3 separate regions of the Zea mays genome follow, and regions 1 and 2 are each linked to region 3. Evidence: chromatin contacts called from public Hi-C data. All regions are on one chromosome and are shown on one strand. Each heading gives the region's core, a stretch centred on a gene start, on an enhancer-like site or on the middle of the called end of the contact. The rest is flanking DNA. Distances are from core to core; before and after follow the strand shown.

Region 1 (2,700 bases), core at 57-2,556, 270 kb after region 3:
CTAGAGACAAACGATGGTTGCTCCTGATGAGAGGATTGGTTGCTTCACATTTTCCCGTTTAGCTGGGTCATTCAACCCCCTTATGTTCCAAGAGAGAATAGTGCAGTTGGTACTCATTAACCAAAAGGGGCTCCTCTACTTAAAAAAATGTCACAATAGGAAGACAGTAAAACGAACACAGGTTCGGACCATCCTTCCATAGACAACATGCATCATTGTTCTAGAAAGGAACAACACACACCTTACAACCAAACTGAAAACAGACGGATACACATGCAGTGGTAGCCAAGGAATTGGGATCCACTACCCAGACGCCAAACTGCCAAACAATGCAGTCCTCATTACAAACTGGACGACCCACAGACAAACGCACTAAACCCACCAAAATATTAAAAAATGACTCAGTTCCCCATAGCAACCTTGAACGGTACCACCTTGCTACCCTTCTTCTTGGTCCCTTCCTTCTCTTTTCCCTAGTTTGCCAGCTCCATAATTGCTTCCATTTGTTCATTGGTGAAAGGCCTTGTGAAATGACTTGCAAGCTGCTCAAAATAGTCGACCTGGTTATTGGAATTCATAGCATTTGTTTTTGGCAATGATTTGTAGCATAATTATTTAGCTTGGCAATTAGATTTTTTTGGGCTTTGGCTATGGCATCTTGATTATGTCAATCTTTAATTTTTTCTTTGCAACAAGTCTAACACTAACTCTCTTACTAGTAAAGCTCTCACATTTCATTCAAACTCACACCGCAACTAATATTTTTGAACCTAACTCCATAACTTATACCAAATAAGCAGGGATGGATCCGGATACTTATTTCGATATTATTTTTTTGTCTTTTTTGTTGGACTCTAAACAAATAACATATAGAATTTGCTATATAAATTTATATTCTTGTTTTAGTTGTTTTTAGCTTTGAGCCTATTAATATTCATAGAGAGTAATCTTTAAATTTGTTCTATATTTTTTTAAATAATTGATATAAAATTTGGATATAGATATGAATACAAATTCAGATGTTTTTGTACTTTTTTTTATTATAGTGAGAAAATAATGCACACAAAAATTATACAAAATTTTATTCTTGTAACATGATTTATATCTATATTAAAAATATTCGATTTGACATATGAATGTTTTAGGAACATCCCCACAATTGTTTGAAATAGAGATTAATTTCTGCTGCATTTTATTCTGTGTCAGCCGACAAAATGTACTGTGGTGCAGAGGGAACACCGCGAGCTGTGACAGCAGGGGTGGTGAGGAAGATTTTAAAATCCGCCCGCGTGCTACTTCGAATCTCCGTCTCCTCCGACATTCACTGCCCGATGGCGATGGATGTAGGTTCCACCTCCAAAGGCGCCTCCTTTTTCGACGCCTTGATGCCTTTCTAGGACTAGGACCAGTCCGAACTGCTCGTGCTCCCTCTTTCCCGTGCGCGCTGCAGGTTGGTCGATCCCACCTGGCGGCCTCCGTGATTGCCGGTGAGTCCTTCTTCCTTTTTTTTTTCTTCGAAGCACGTTTTGGATCTTGGTGGCGGAATGCTGCTGTAGTGCTTTGTGCTCCAGCTCCTGGTGGTTCCTGGGATTGATTCTTGCATGGTTAGCGGCTGCACTGCGTTCGTCGGCCATTTCTCAAAAAGTATTTCAGATTCCCTTTCATCCAACATTCATTTCATCCCGTCTCTCTTCCTGGTGTCGTTTTTCTTTCTTCCTAGAATCTGCGTATTGATTTTCTCCTTCCCTTTCCAGATTGTGGAATAAACTATATACGAAATCATTTCTTCTCTCTTTTGCATCAAATCCATCCCAAAAAAATCTGGTTGCAACCACTTCGGTTTCATGTTTTGCCCGTAGCATTTTTTCATGATCTTTGGTTATGATTTTTATTTACCACGGATACCCATCAGCATATCACACACATATCGCTCTTTTATTTGGGTTTTCAGTGCTTTCTATGCTTTTGAAATGATGATGACCATTCAATTTAGCATCAGATAAAATGGCATACTGGTATGATATTTCTTTCGCCATTTTTTTATAATTTCTTCTTAAAAGACCCAAAATATTTTCTCTATATTACCTGAGAACTTATTGTAACATAATGTAAATAACCTTCGGTAAGGTGAAATGGGGAATAACTGAACAAGGTCTGACTCAGCAATCTACCTATAGATGGTTAGAACAGTGTTATACATTTTGTAGAATGAATTAGGACAGATAATTTTTCAATCTAGTTGTTTCCTCTTGGTACTAGACTGTAGTTTCTTTGTCCCTCCCCAATCATGTGCGCCTTCCTGTTCTTGATATGCATTCCTTCCCAAGTTGCAGATTGAGCATGCTGCTTCGGAAGCTGAAATTGTGTTCACTGCTTTATACTGAATTTTCACGTTCTTAAGATAAGATGTATCAGCTATGCATCTTTGTAATCTGCACCTACTTTAAATTGTAGAACACTTTAAAATTGTTTGCAGTGAACATATCTCAGTTATTTTCCAGCATGGTGATGTCACTTAATATTTACTGTTTTGCTCTCTGTCAGACAAGTCAGTGTCTTTCCAGACTGGAGATGGGGACTATGTTTGGAGCGTGTGTTGGCCCAAGTGAGCTTCACTTGAGGAAGGAACTTACTGCTTTGCAAAAGGCGCGCTGCTTGCAGGACCCTGACACTTGCTCAACATGGAGATCACCTTTGAGT
Region 2 (2,700 bases), core at 11-2,510, 470 kb before region 3:
TGCTATCTGCTGTCTTTTGGATGAAATCAAGCTATTATTTTGTTCTGCTAGTAGGCGCTATTCTGAATTTTCAAGTTCTCTAGAATTTTTACTCGAACCACAATTTGTATGGAGTTAAGAACTGTTCTACTTGTTCCATCAATATGTATGTAGGTTCTAATACATATTGTGGATCTGATACATATGTACACACTCTCATAATTCACTGGTTCATAAAAATTTAGAATACATGTGTGTTCAAACGTCCAGCTCTACTTTCTTTTTATTACTAAGTCTGTTATTCTATTTATACGTTCATTTATACATATGTCTGGAGTTATTCTATTTATACTGTGCATGGAGTTGTTCTATTTATACTCTTCTAACACATATCTCTTCTAACACATATTCTATTTATTCTTTTTTCCATCACCAAGTGCATGTTTGTCCCTCTTGCACTGCTTGTCTGTTACCTACAGCAATCTTTGTCAAATGGACACATGGAACCTATGCCCCACAGGACTGCACCACACGTAGGACAGGTAATGCAGGTATTGCCCCCGCTGGTTGTAGCTGGCCGGTGTGCAATTCACCAGGCTGCCAAACGAGCCCTAGATATCTCTGTACGCAGTTACTCCACAAACTTCAAGAAATTAGACCACAATGTGATTGATGTAGCAATTTAGATGAAAGGCAAATCAGGGCAATAAGAATGAGATGACAACTTTATGTTATTGTCAGTAATTTTGATTTTTCCTATATTGTTTTAAACTACGTTTAAACTTTGTTTAAAAGTTAAAACTTCATCCATTAGCGTTTCAATATTTTATCATTTTAATAACCTTGCACGATATGATTCATCCGGCCACCGCCCTCCCAGTTCTCCTTTGCCTGCATCTACCATGCTTCACAAAATACATCTTCTGCACCCATTGAGGATCTCCACAAAAATAAAAGAGATTGAGAATAATTATCAAGAACCATCAATGAAGTTAGCTTCAACAGTAGTTGAGTTCTTCACAGCTTCGATGACTACTTCGACCTTGTCGACAGCAATACCGCACCGCCACGCTGGCCTCCTTATCCGCGGCAATGGCCACACAACGCGCCTCCACAGCAGCAGCAGCGGCACGAGCCACGTCAACAACCTCGGCTACAACTTCGACCGTAGAAGTACGCTCCATTGCAAGGAGGCGCCACCTAGGGTTTCTACGGAGGGGGAGAAATCAGGAAGGAGGAGAGCGACGATAAAGCTCGTGGGTAGCTAACGGTGTGAGCTCAAGTACCATCTCCAAAGTGTCCCCAGCGGCTAATGGGTAGATCATGTCCATACCGACGTTTGCGGCATTTGGCCGTTGTCAACGTCTCCAAAGTGTCAAAGTCGTTCCCTACGTCATTTCGTCAAAATCGAGCACTGTCGTGTTCTTATCCGGTCCCGAACAAACAACCCCGCTTCTGCCGGCCGTTTTGGTACTTCTCTCTTTGTCTGCGCTTCCAACGGTAGCTAACTCCAAGGCAAGCATCCTTGGTCCATTGTTGGCCTCGCTCATCAATCAGCTGTGTCTCAGCAGGAGGCGTTGCGGCCATGGCGGCTTCGAAGCCCATCTTGTATAGCGCGTGGATCAGCTCCTGCTCCTTCCGAGTCCGGATCGCCCTCAACCTCAAAGGTAACTGGATCAAACCGCTGGCGCTTGTTTCCTGCTCCATAGATGACGGCGAATCTTGCCCAAAACAGGGGGTCTCGACGTCTCGTTCCCGGGAGATGGGGAGTTGGGGACAATGTGACCTTTTCTTGATCTATTAATCAGTTCGACAGATTTTAGGGGAATTTGATGGCTAGATACTAGGCCACCCTGATTTTAGACAGGCAGTACCTTTGGGGTTTGTCCGAATCTCTGGGCTCCAGTGTCCTGGCCACAGGGATGGCTCCTGTTATACCAGGTCCCTTGTTCTATTGGATAAAGCTGATAGAACATTCTTTCTGGTTAGGAACTAATCGATTTTCTCTCTAAACCCATCTAGGTTCTTTCTGGTAAATTAATGGACTTATGATTTGTGTGCTAATGAGATAAAGGAGGGAGAGAGAATATGGCAACCATGCCTTCGGGTCTGAGGGGGAGATGGTAGTTAGGGTTATAGATGGATTTGGTAGTTGAGTGCCTCCATCCTGACTCGTCTCTCGTCCTCGTTGCGCGTTTAGACCTTGGGGTAGAATATCGGCGGCCAGCGGCATAGTATTGTTAGGATCTACATGCACCATGGATGGATTCGGCGATTTTCAGTCATTGTGGTACTAGATAGGAGATCAAGTCCTTCCTGGTATGTGGCAGCTAGAATTAGCGAAAGCGCAGAAGCGTTGATTTGCATGCCGTCCCCTGCCTCATTAATATAGCGTCTGTGATCAATGGCCACAACCACGGGAGCAGGGCACAAGGTCGTTCTAGGCTAGGTCCCTTGACCGAGTCCGAGACCTTATCCAACAAAAACAAGTTGATCTTGATTAGTGCAAATCTTCACCTCTCTTTTGGCTGTATAGCTTGTGAGAAATGCATTATATATGGTAATGTTCTAATTAATTGATGGACATAAAAGAATTATATGTGTGCATCCAACTTAGTAGTAAAGTTCGGTAAATGCTGAGATGGTAGACTGGTCAAGTTTGACTGCATGTTGAAGCACGCAAGATTAGAGCTTCTTGTGTTGTTGCTTGTCCTTTAATCA
Region 3 (2,700 bases), core at 58-2,557:
CTATGTCGAGGTGGTGGTGTGAGACCTCTAGACCTCCTTCCCTGCGTCCGCCAAGCGGAGTAGGGCGCCCTTCCGGTCCACGATGTAGGAGAAGGATCCAAAGTGGAAAACCTATCCTATGGTGAAGCTGATGATGGTATTGAAGATGACTATGCCTACTAGGAGATCTCTGATTTTCATAGGGGTGCCTCTTCTGCCTTATGTCGGCAGAACCCGAGTTATTCACACACTCCGCACGATTGTTACAACCCCCTCTCTATCCCCAAAATTGACTCCGACTTATCTCGAAGTCAGCGAGTCTTTGGGAAGGAAGTCACGTCCTCTGCATGCGCGGGGTCGGTTCACGCGTCTTCGAGCCCACATACCACTTTTTTGCCTGCTTTTGGTCGCGTGTTTGACTAGTTTGTCAGCCTGCACGCCTTGCACATTAAGGCCTTTATAACAGCCCACAGACCGTAAACGGGTCGTGGCAACCCGGGCGATATTTATCCTTCACACTCCCCTTCCCTGTCCTTTCTAGAATCATAACATTAGCACACACTATATAACACTATAGTATTGAAATGAGAACATCAGAACAAACATCAAAATCAGAAATCGCAACGTATACTATTGGCCTGTTTGGAAGCATCCAATTTTTAAGAAACTGGTTCATAGAAACTAGAGTGGTTCCAAACATACCAGTTTATGGTCGTGTTGGCACAACTTATTTTTAGCTTCTTCATAGATTTAAGCAGAAGTTGTACCAAACATGGAGCTTCTACAGTAGTTAGCTTCACATATAAGCTGCTTTTTCAACAAACAACAACTATACCAAACAGGGTCTATGTCTTAGTTTATAGAAACTAGATTCGAGTTTCTTAAAAATCAAGAATCTACTCTCCCGATCTCCCCTAGCTAAAACCAACTCTTGTTTGTTTAATTACATCATGCCCTTATTGATTTCATAGAATTTACATATATTGTCACCACTTTTTTAAATAGAGGAAGGGTATGCTAATAATTGTGTATAAAAAAACTAGAAACTAGTTTCTTAGAAATTAAGTTCCAAACACATTCACCCAACTCTTTTGATTAACCAGTTTCTAGAAACTCGAAATAGAAACTGGTTTTTAAAAAACCAGTGTGGTTTCAAACATACCAATACAAAAAAATATTTATTGATGGTAAATAAATTTGAGCCGAGGAATAAAAACCCACATTCATGGACCGCGAGGTCAGTGCCGTGCCAAATAGGGCCGCAAACTATCGGACTCATTGGAAGGCCCGCGACTGCGGCTGCGCCTGCGCCCGACCAAACGTAGGAGACCCATCTCCTCTCTTTTCTTTCCAAGAAAAGTCTTCTCTTCTCTGTCTCAGCGCCGACGCTTCCCAACTCCTTCCAATCGATTCTTCGTCTCGTCCTCGTGTAATCCCCAGCTTGCCCTCCTCGCTCTTCCCTCCCAAAACCCTACGCCTCCCTGACCAAGCTCCGGGGACGAATGGACGGAGGAGCCGGCTTCCCTGGCACGCCGGTCCCGCGCTCGCCGGAGGACGTTTTCCGGGACTACCGCGCGCGCCAGGCCGGCCTAATCAGGGCGCTCACCACCGGTAATGCCCGCATCTCCTTCGCTTGCGTTACTTTCTCCCTCCGGCTCAGAGTTCTGTATTGACTAGTTTCCCGCTGTCGCTTCAGATGTTGAGAAGTTCTACGTGATGTGCGACCCAGGTGAGCCTGCTCCCTCGATCCGGCTGGGTTTCCTAGGGTTTTGATTTTGGGGGTGCGGGTTCAGATGCTACTAGACGGATTTGGACCGTGTTTGCTTTGCAGTTAGGGATAGCTCTCTACCTCTCTCCACAAAGCCGATCTGGGGGGCACTTAGTCCGCTGATTTTCCGGTGTTTTTTCACTTAATTTATTACGTACCTCCGCCCATTCATTGGTTCTGGTGCGCCCTGGGAGGCTATTTCGCGGCGGAATTTCTGCTCCGATCTTGCTGGTGACAACCGCTGAGCGCTGAGCTTTGCTTTCGGTTTCGCGACGTTCTAGTTACTCCTTGTGCTATTCATCTGGGGGTGGGAAAGCGGAAAGGTGGGTGGGTGAGGGAATCCTTATCTTCTGAGCTGGTCGACCGCACGGCCGGCCAGTCATCTCCAAAAGTCGTGCGGCTGTCGATTTACTGTTATGCTCCCGGACAACGACATCTGCTGCAACTGTACCGAGGGGCATTTTCGGAATATTTTGTCAGTGAGTCACTGATGTCAGGTAGTGGGAGTGTCAGGACTCAGGATAGCATTTCTTTTTCCTGGAAGTCAACATTGGTTTCGTTTCTGGATACCGAAATTACTCTGTTTTGGCAATGGAACTATGGAAGTATTGCAAACACTTCGTCACTGCACCTTATTTCCCACTTTGTCAATGCCCACTTAAGTTGATGGTGACAGGAGTTGGCAAAGAAATGCATGTACCCCGTCGCTTATTGGACCAGAAAGCTTTGTCTAGATACGTGGCTAGAATAGAATCTGATTTATTTTGGGATGGAGGGAGTATGTTGGTTATTAAGGTCACATTTATGATTTTGGTTCCCACAGATGCATGGGATCAAAATCTGTTCCACATTAAATTGCAACATTATTAAATGCTTAGCACAGGAAGTTCATACCAAGAGGTGTCACTGGAAATGCAAGATGAGTTGCTCAGTACTGATCAAAAGCTGTGGTC

Evidence for each region. Hi-C and Micro-C count contacts between places; a contact is called where the count stands out from the background.
Region 1: a contact with region 3 is called in a Hi-C map of tassel, with 5 times the contacts expected there. The contact joins the promoter of LOC100280194 here to the promoter of LOC100283897 in region 3. A contact is called at or near these places in 7 of 25 Hi-C or Micro-C datasets (bundle sheath, ear, leaf and 3 more).
Region 2: a contact with region 3 is called in a Hi-C map of ear, with 2.3 times the contacts expected there. The contact joins the promoter of LOC100283891 here to the promoter of LOC100283897 in region 3. A contact is called at or near these places in 4 of 25 Hi-C or Micro-C datasets (bundle sheath, ear, leaf and 1 more).

What each region holds. Positions count from the first base shown.
Region 1 is chr10:31,497,050-31,499,749 of Zm-B73-REFERENCE-NAM-5.0, reverse strand. It overlaps LOC100280194, which reads left to right and starts at 1,306. Exons shown (of 7, transcript NM_001361028.1): 1 at 1,306-1,487; 2 at 2,545-2,700. The coding sequence starts at 2,572.
Region 2 is chr10:32,236,624-32,239,323 of Zm-B73-REFERENCE-NAM-5.0, reverse strand. It overlaps LOC100283891 (Glutathione S-transferase), which reads left to right and starts at 1,260. Exons shown (of 10, transcript NM_001412677.1): 1 at 1,260-1,449; 2 at 1,551-1,646. The coding sequence starts at 1,565. It also overlaps the pseudogene LOC103640998.
Region 3 is chr10:31,763,404-31,766,103 of Zm-B73-REFERENCE-NAM-5.0, reverse strand. LOC100283897 reads left to right here and starts at 1,307. Exons shown (of 5, transcript NM_001370562.1): 1 at 1,307-1,590; 2 at 1,676-1,708. The coding sequence starts at 1,482.